2 separate regions of the Gossypium hirsutum genome follow, and region 1 is linked to region 2. The links are chromatin contacts, called in public Hi-C maps. All regions are on one chromosome and are shown on one strand. Each heading gives the region's core, a stretch centred on a gene start, on an enhancer-like site or on the middle of the called end of the contact. The rest is flanking DNA. Distances are from core to core; before and after follow the strand shown.

Region 1 (4,890 bases), core at 1,145-3,644, 77 kb before region 2:
AAATTAAATTATCAAAACGTAAACTTATGAATAATTTAGTCACGTAGTTTACCTAAGAATTAACAAAAAAGAAAAAAAAAGTAAAGTAAAGAAAGAAAGAAAGAACTCTAAAACAGAAGACATATAAAAATCAGTAACAAAATGGAGCCCAAAATATTAGAACCCAAAATACTCATTGGATCTTAGCTCCAAAGATCGGGCCACAAACCAGTTTGGATCAGCTTTTTATTTTTGCTATATGAACTACAAGTCTTTATTCATGGGTTTCATTAACTATGCAGAACTAGAGTTGGAGGTGCGTTATGCATGGGGTGTGCTTACTCTTCAGTTACTACTTCTACACCTTCCTTGGGTTTTAGACTTTTAAGTGTTTGATCAACTCAATACATAGAACATAAAAGGGTTTAGGGGATAAAGCTTAAAAGGGCAAGTAGCCTTCATAATTGCTTAGCTGAGATTGATCTGATGTTACTGAGCCACATATAACTAACATTTGCGGCTGTAATCTTCTCAATATAATTTGTCATCCATGTCATAACTACATTAGCATTGGTCATTAACAGAGCAAATGCCTGGTTCTCTTAGCAGATATAGACAATGCTGATAATTGATTTGTTAGATTTTAGGTTTTAAAATAATAATAATTGTTTGAGTTTAGCCCTTCGATCAGTACCCTTAGCTTTCAAGTTTGCCCCGATCTTACCTGTGAGCTTAACTCTGTTTACAGTGGGGGCACTGCGATTTGTTTGGTTAGAATAGAGGTTATTTAGAACAAATTCTTTTTGTTTCTAACAACAGCAATTTTTGGGAACACTGTACCTAAAACCATATCCAAGTCAAAACTAAAGAATGACGACAGAGAACTGATACAACAAACACTGCTCGAAACTGAAATTATGCTTAAGCCTTCAGTCTTGCTGCTTACAAAGTGTAACTTAAGCTTAAGCTTACCATCTAGCTTCATAATCCACAGTGTTTATATTTACAAGTGGAAAGCTGTACATAAGTGTAACTTGGTTTTTTAGGAAGCAAGAAACTAAAATCGAAAAGGGTTTTTTAATGGAAACGACGATGATAGTCAAGAGCAGCAGTTAGTCAGCTGCAATGTTTAGATGTGGATGCAAGTGCCACAGCTTGTGCCCACACCTTGAGCCGAGCCTTCACATCTCTTGGGTCATCACCTAAAATTACAGAGTAAACATCCCATCAGATGAACTGAAAATGCTATGCAGAGCCTTTATATAAATCAAACAATCAGTAATTCCCTAGTTTCCTGTTAGGCTTAGAAAGAAAGCATAAAGGGTCCAAATTAAAGGTAATTTTGACTAACCAGGGCTAGAGATACGCCAGTTGGCGATCGGAGAATTGCCACCGCTACTAGGCATCTCCAACATACGCTCATGTTCCAACTCTAACCCAAGATCCCTACACGCCTTCACTTCCTCCAAGTCCATACACAGCGACCTCTGCCCACCTTTGGGCCTTGTAATCACCACCAATCCCGCACTACCCCCTTCACTTTCCCCACTGAAACTTCCACTATGGTTGCTGTAACTTGCAATTAATTCCCCATCTTTCTTCTTGTTGCAGCTTTTACTCTCATTATCTTCCCATCTATCTCTTGTAATCCTCCTCTTCCTCAACTTGTTGTTCCCTTTTGACCTTCTTAAACCACCCTTTTGAGCTTCATTTTCACTTGCGTAATCTTTCGCCACTCCCATCAGCTCCTGAGACAACACCGCTTTTCCGTTCCTCCGGCGAGGTGGGGTGGCGGGAAGAGAGTAGCAGCTAGGTTCCTTGTCGGAGTCAGAAGAGAGTTGAAGCAATTCTTTGCCAGGGAACTCCTCATCAACATCTGCATCAAAGGACAACCTCGACAGATACATCCCCAGATTATCATCATCATCATCATCATCATCATCATCCTCGTTCGTGTACATGGAACTGGTACACATGGAAAGCCTCGACAAGTTATATGTATGAGCCTGATGCTCAAACCCAACATCAATATCGTCATAGTCATCTTCCACCATGGACGAAACAACCGTCATACTTTCATCTGAAGCCATCTTTCGCAACAACAAAAAGAAAAAAAAGAAAGAAACGAAACTAAAAGAACGATGAAGTTGAAGTGTTCTTTTCTTCTTCTTTTTTCTGTTATCAAAGTGATATATTAGAGAGAAAACAAAAAGAACGGCTGGCTACACATTATTAACAAGCTGTGGCGTTATCATTCATTAATTTTTTTATTTCATAATAAAAAGTAAAATAAACACACTCCTCACTCTGAACAACCAAATTTATACCCAGAAAATTTGAAGCCTTTAATTACAGAGATACCCATTTCAGTGCTCAATCACTTCCTCTTACTTCCTTTTTGGTAGTTGGCAAAAGGTTGGGATTGTAATTTTGGTTTTAAATCAAATTAGTTAAGTAAGAAGCTTCGGACCATTGGCCTTTTTTTTTTTAATAATTATTAAAAATGATTACAAGATATTTACACATGGCAATATTGAGCCAAATGACGTAGAGATCTGCTCAAGGACACGTAGCTCCACACAAATTCTTTTCCTGCTGCTAACACCACTCCACTTCATTCGTCACTGGGTCACGAGTCACGACTCACTACCAAAGATTAAAACCTGCCCTCACGATTTCCCATAACCTAGCCCTGTTTCGAAATCATTGTACGCTATACTGTGTCATTGCTTTTTGCCCATTCCTTTTCCTCATTTATACTTTCACTTTCTTTTTTATAAATGAGGCTTTTCTTTTACGACTATTTTACTGAAAAAAGAAAAACACTCATTTCTAACCTTATTTATGAAAATAGGTCACTTAAAATTTTATTTATTAAAATAGGTTAAAAATTTTAAAACGCATATATATGAAAGCGTTTTAAAGGGAAATTAAAAAAAAAATGCGTTGCCGTCAACGCGTTTTATCCTATGTTAGTAAAAATACGCTCATGTCAGCACAATTTTTTTAAAATATTATAAAAATTGACTATTTTTTTTAAAAATTACGAGAATAAACCTTTATAAAGACCCAAAGTGGTAGCACTTTTTTTTTAAGGTGTCACCAATTACTATGGAAATAAAACTTGCAAAGTAGTTCTTTATATAGACCCAAACTCTCATTTCTCTTGTTTTCTTAAGTAATATGAGATGTGAGATATGTATAATTATAAAGTCATGAATAGGTTTGCAACTTGTTCCTACACAATGTGGTGTATATATAGAGTCATGAATAGGTTTGCAGCTTGTTCCTAGACAATGTAGGATTCCTTCCTCTTTTAACTAACAACATAAGATTAAAGGCTATACACATATGAAACTTGTACATGTAGTTACCTTCTATTCAATTTTAAATGTTTGAAGTTAATATCCATGCAATTCTAATTTTTAAAATAATTTTTCATTATTTTAATTTAGAAGTTATACTTTTAATTTTTTTATTATTTATTTTATTTTATGTTGTGAATGTTTGATTAATAAATAAATGGTGAGTATTTGGTACTCAAATAGTATTTCTTTTTTGTAGTTTTAAAAAATTGATATATCTTTTTTTTAATATTTTACTATGCTCATTAATTTTTTAATCCTAATTTTAATTTAATTTTTATCACCTAATAAATGCTGATAAATTTATTTCAGATGTATTTTGACTAGATAGATAATCTATTTAAATATAGTATATAATTATGTTAAATAACTTTTTCTATAGAAATATATAATATACATAAAATATAATAATTATTTTTCATATTTTTATATCTAGATTAAATTACATTAGTAGTCACTTAACTATGATTTTTTGGCTATCAAATTATAAAAACTTACAAAATGATCACTCAACTATTAGTAATTTTTTAAATATTTATTTTTTAATATTATACTATACTCATTTTATATTTTATAATTTTTTAACTTAGAGAGTTTAAAAATTTTATTTATAATGTAACAAATGTCAACTTTTTGTAAAAAAATTTAAACTTTATAAGTAAAAAATATATAAAATATAGTGCAGCATTTAATTTGATGTTAGTTAAAAGAGGAAGGAATCTCACATTGTGTAGGAACAAGCTGCAAACTTATTCATGAGTCTATATATACACATATCTCACATCCCACATAGCTTAAGAAAACAAAGGAAATGAGACTTTGGATCTATATAAAGATCTGCTTTGTAAGTTTTATTTACACATTAATTGGTGGCATCAAAAAAAAATTTGTGCTGCCACTTTAGATTTTTATAAAGGCTTATTCTCGTAAAATTTTAAAATATTGGTCTATTTTTATAATATTTTAAAAAAATAATCTTTTTTGAAAACTTAGTCTGAGCATGGGTAAAATCGTGCCCATGTCAACGTGTTTTTGTTGACATGGGGTAAAATGCATCCTTGTCAATGCGCTTTTCTGAAATTTCCCCTTAGGTGATAGAACGCGTTTTTGCACTTTATTGTTGACAAATACCATCAAATTCACCAAGATGGAACTTGTAGACAATGAAGACGTGGGGATAATGGTTGCACTTTATTATCAAAATCAGAGTGGCCAAATTGAATCAATTTAGTTGTTTGTTGAGTTTGCTGATGCCGAGCCAGTTGAAGATTTCACTCCATTAAGTGACCAGCATGAAGTTTAAGATCTGTGCACGGAACTTCCGAAAGCGTCTATTAATAGGCGATCTACTGTACGTGGTTTCGACATCGATTTTAATGCTTCACTTGCGTTTGAGAACCTTAACTTAGGTTCCCATTTACAAATACATCTCGTGGTGATTGAGACCAATACGGATGGTGATAATGAATATAATAATAATGATCCTTCTGATCAAAAGGTTGAAGATTATAGTGATTTCAATTGGGAATGACGAGGTCTCGGATGA
Region 2 (5,208 bases), core at 1,675-4,174:
GTTGACTTTTCTGTACGTAACTATTAACATATACACACACTACAAATAATGATTTGAATGTTTCAAAATTTAATTTTAAATCGAAAAAATCAAATTTTAGGGATAAAAGGGATCTTTTTTGACAAAAAGTGCGGCAAACTGCCTTTCGCAGTTTTTCAGCGCGTAGATCTCGAAAAGTTATTCGAAATAAAAAAAAATCGTCTCAATCGAACAACCGAGCGAAAAGTTAAGGCCTTTCAAAGTTTTCCAAGCTAAAAATGAGAAACTGTTCATCCACGTCAGCAAATCGCGTCCTAGAGGGCGCGATTTGTGTCCACGTAAGCAAATCGCGCTTACGTGGACGCGATTTCCTGGCGCGTACCCTGACATCGCGCTGACGTGGACGCAATTTTGCAGAAAATGGACCATTCCGGTAAATAATTAAATAATTGACCCATTTCGGTAATTTTTTTAAAAAAAGGGCTTTTTTTGGTCATTTGCCCATTTTTTTTCTTCTTAAAAACACTTATCCAATCTAGTAATGATAAAATAATTTTTTTGCAATAATGTTCTTAAGAAAAATTTATATCAACATTTTGATTGAAATAGTTTACAATATTACTTCTTTATACTAACTAATGATATTATAAAAGTAAATGGACCGGATTATGTGAAAATTTAAAGAATATAAATTAAATCTCAAGTTTTAACATAATATAAGGGCCAAAATTACAATTTGATCATTGTCTTATAATCTAAGAAAATAGCAAAGCAAACCCAAAAAGAATGGGAGCGACATGTTAGTCTCCAAGACCTCAGGATTTACAAATTATATATAATCATGTAACATTTTAATTGAAAAGTCAAAAATATTAATTATTTTGGACTAAATAATATTATAGAAATTAAATATCAAATTTAAACATAATAAAAATAAAATTTAGAATTAAACTATTTTTCTATATGGTGTAACCTTTTTTTTATATATAATTATATAGAAAATTATATAAAAACTAGAATATAAATTTGGTGATTATTGTATAATATAAAAAAATAAATTTTTTTATCAAACATAATTATCCTAAACTCTAAACTCTAAACTATCCTAAACTGTAAGGATGAGTATAAAGAAAATAGAAAAATGGAAATCATGGAGTGTGTTTTCTTTTATTCGGAGGAAGAACAAATTAAAATGATTGTCTATGTATAGATATACACACATACTTATAGCTATATATATATATAACCAAAACGTCATGATTCATCTAGATTAAAAGAAAGATGAATATCGACCATTAATTGACTCAGTTTGATGGGATATTAGCGAACGATATTGAAGATTTGTAATCAACAAATTGTTTGAAATATGAAATGGCCATAATCTATTTGTCTTTGAACGAAAGAAGAAGAGGTGTCTCACATCACATTTTCATTATCTTTTCAACACAATGACAACCAATCGACAAGAAAGATCAACTATCGTTTTGGGATAATGGGATTAGACATTATGCTAAGTCCTCATTAAAGTCCCGAATAATTTCACTGATTAAAGTCCTTAATAATTTCACAAACAAACCTTTTTTTTTCTAATTTACGTTTAAGTTACTAGTGGACTTAAAACAAAACTTTTTATGTATGTCACATTTCTGAATGAAATATAAATGAAAGTTACTGTAACTTGAAGGAAGTCGCAATCTGAAACTTGATGTTAAGCGGCAAATAATTGGACAAAATATATTTTACAGGATGATGACCCACAGTGTTGTTTCTTCACCTTTTCTTGTTTTGAAGCACATCACGTTCCTCCTTACGTGCCTAGAGAGAGGGGTCTATTCAGGATGACCCTTAATGTATCCCACTAAACCAGCCCCATTAACATTTAAAGGCAACATAAGCACATGCATTTGTCATATACATCTCTATTAAACACTCAAACTAACGCTGATTTCAGCTTAACCTGTACCAATTGACCTTATCGTTATCGTCTTCCACCTCTTAAGCTCGCCTTTCAACAACTAATAATTAAGCTGTTTATTTTTTAAAAGTGAAATTGGCATCATTATTAGTGAAATAGACAAGCCCTGAATCTTTTATGAGTTAGTCATAACTGAAAACCATGATTCACCCTCCTAAATAAAAATGTCAAAAAATTACATATGGAATATGCTTTTAACTGATTTAAAGAGACCAAAAACATGATGGGGGAAACTGACTTTAATCACACAAGCAACAAAGCCTTAACAAGGGGGGATTAACATAATTATAAAAAGGCTTTGGCAAGTTGATTAAAGGCCCTTGTCTTGCTTTGTCAAACTAAAATCCCTGTTTTGTTTTCCATTAACTTTTGCATAATTACACCTCCCTCTCTTTTTTTATTATAGTGGAAAACGATAGTCAACTTTCATCACATATTATTACATCATTGAACCCCCTCCCTTTCTTCTTTTTTTTTCTTTCTGAATTGCTAATTATATATCATCTTGATGTTAGATTGTTTTCCCAGGATGCAACTGCTTTGTTCTCCAGGGTTGAAATAGCAACTTCCTTCGTTAAATTTCATTGTCAAAGGCAATAATTAAGAAAGGGCAGGATTTTGAAGATAAAATAGAAAGTGGGGGTGACAAGGACAATGCGTTTGATTGATATATACTTCCCTTTCCAGTTCAGAATAATAATAATATACATACGCAACATGAGCCGTTTGATGAGGAGCGGAGTGGCATTGACTCAAGGAGCAAAAAGTCAGAAGATTAAAAAATGGGATAAAAGAGCAGCATGTCAACTGGGAAACTAATTTCACTTGGGTATCCTGTCGGAAGAAAAGAGAAAAGGTAGGTAAAAGTAATAGTAGAAATGAAAGAGATATGTATTACTGATGATCATTTAGGTAAATATGGTACTATTTGAGTGACTTGGAGTTAAATTTGAACCCAGACAGGGAAACTGAATCCATTATTTCTGTTTCGAATTGGGCTAACAGTGTTGGGCTAAATTAGAGGCTCACTGACTCGGGAACTTTGGCAAACAAGAAGGAACTGGTTTATAAATTTGTCGTCTAATCTCATCATGATTCACTTCTCATGTTCTCATCCTATTCCTTTTAAGACTCCGTCATCCTACTTCTGCTTGGTTTATCCCATTATTATCGATTTCTCACAATTATAGCCTGTTCCGCGATGCTACCAAGTTTTTTCAACCCATAAGAAGAAATATTTTTGCAGCTCTGAAATTAGCAATTATGAGCCTTGGACTGGGCTTACAAACACCAAACTTGAAGGCTTGCACTGTTACTATTAGGATCTGTTAGAGGAAAAAAAAAAGTTAATATATTATTTACTACTTGAATTTGATTTCAATGTTTAACTTGACATTTGAAATTCACTTTAATATTTATTTTAGTACTTAAGTTTTTTTTCATTTGAGGTTTTTCTTTTGTAACACCCCACAACCCGGCCTAGAAGTTTAGACCGAATTCCGAAGGTTACATTGGCCACCAAAAGTGGCGGAAACAAAAACTTTAATTCCTTTTCTTTGCTTCATCTTTAGGAAATTAAATAAAAACTTAGCTATGTTTTGAAACTGTATTTAATTGGCATAAAAAGAACATTCAGAAATAAATCAAATTGATGTTTCTTGTACAATTTCAAATTGGAGCCTTTAAAAACATCACAGTCTCAAAAATTCATATTAGTTTCATTTTTGTAAAACCCACGCATGAACTTCGTAAATTTAGGTTCTATATAAAATCCATAGTTTTTAAAGTTCAGTCCAAACAACACTTTACGAAAGTCCAAAATAAAATTTATACCACAGTTCCTATAAATACTTACAGTCCTAAACAGTTCACTAATTCAAGAATTGAAGAAACACTTTATTTGATTAATTCAAAACTTATCAATCTAAGACCTCCGATCGTCGAGTCTAACTTCAAAACACAGAATTTACCTGAAAGGGAGAAACTAAAGGGATAAGCCACGCGAGCTCAATGTGAGTCCGAAACACAATAGATGGTAAAAGACGGAGTAACACAACAATATTCCAAAACAGTATATGAACACAAATCATAAACGGAAAAAATCAACCGATAATCCAATCAACAAGGTGCTTCCAAAGCATACCAAAATGCATATTAATTAAAACACATCATTTCATAGTTACCATATCACCAACATTTCAATGCTCGCATAATCAGACATATATTCAAATGCATAGAGAATGTAACGAATCAAAAACCCACCCCAACTATCTGAACACCACTTCGACCACCCTGCACACCATATAGGACCATGATAGGTTCATCCACCTTACACACCACATATTGTGGAACTAAACCACTCAAATAAAAATATGCAGCTGAGCTAACATCCCAGAATTTTCATGCAAATGCGAAATGCAAATGCAAATGCAAAATCAGTCTTCCTTCTCTTCTCAACCAACATCTCAGAATTTTCATGCAAATGCGAAATGCACACTACATACAGTCAATCATACAGAAACAGAAATACACATACTCAGTCGATTAGATTCAGAATCAGTTATGATTGTATTTAATTACTAGGTAAATCACATTAAAATTTAAACATACAGTTAAATTAAATCCTACAAACTCAAATACACACATGAGTCCAAGTTGTAGTGGAGTCCTGAGCACAGTTACCAAGGCTTAATCGATGGTCGAATTACACAGAAACATAAAAGAAGTCAATTTGTAACACTGAACAAAAATCTGTGAAACAGGGCCACACGGCCGTATGCCCCGACTGTGTGGAAGGGTCTAAGCCGTGTGAAGATCAACATGGTCGTGTGGAAAGGGCACACGTCCGTGTGGAAGAGACCCACGCCTGTGTGTCTGAGTTACATGATCGTGTGAGTTGCCCGTGTAACTCACTGTCCACAAGTGCCAAAATAAGGTGTGGAGTAGACACGTCCGTGTGGAAATCTCACACACCCGTGTGCTAAGGGACACGGCTGTGTGTCCAAGGCACACGCTTGTGTGAAAATTGAAAAAATCCCCAAACAGTAGCCACATGGTCGTGTGGCACTGGAAAACGTCCAAAATCCTTAATTCCCAATGTTACACGGCCATGTGGACCGCCTGTGTGGTCAGGAAACCACAGCGAAACGGGCTGAAATCGAGGTTTTGCAACAACAAAATGAACCCCAATCGCTAACCATTCAGAACACATCAGAATTTTGCAGATTTCCCCAAAATCCAACAATAATTGGCTA

The links. A called contact is a pair of places that touch in the nucleus more often than the background predicts.
Region 1: a Hi-C map of leaf shows a contact between it and region 2, with 2.5 times the contacts expected there. The contact joins the promoter of LOC107956095 here to the enhancer-like site in region 2. A contact is called at or near these places in 4 of 34 Hi-C or Micro-C datasets (leaf and petal).

Annotation. Positions count from the first base shown.
Region 1 is chrD07:21,577,557-21,582,446 of Gossypium_hirsutum_v2.1, reverse strand. LOC107956095 reads right to left here and starts at 2,394. Exons shown (of 2, transcript XM_041096679.1): 1 at 1,331-2,394; 2 at 865-1,181. The coding sequence starts at 2,069. The coding sequence ends at 1,096.
Region 2 is chrD07:21,500,352-21,505,559 of Gossypium_hirsutum_v2.1, reverse strand. No RefSeq gene overlaps it. Among protein-coding and RNA genes, the nearest start is that of LOC107954398, 25 kb to the left of the region's middle. Within about 2 kb of position 2,924, at least 4 of the 9 cell types and tissues checked have an H3K27ac peak or open chromatin away from gene starts, as enhancers often do. A contact at or near this core is called in leaf, where this site is marked.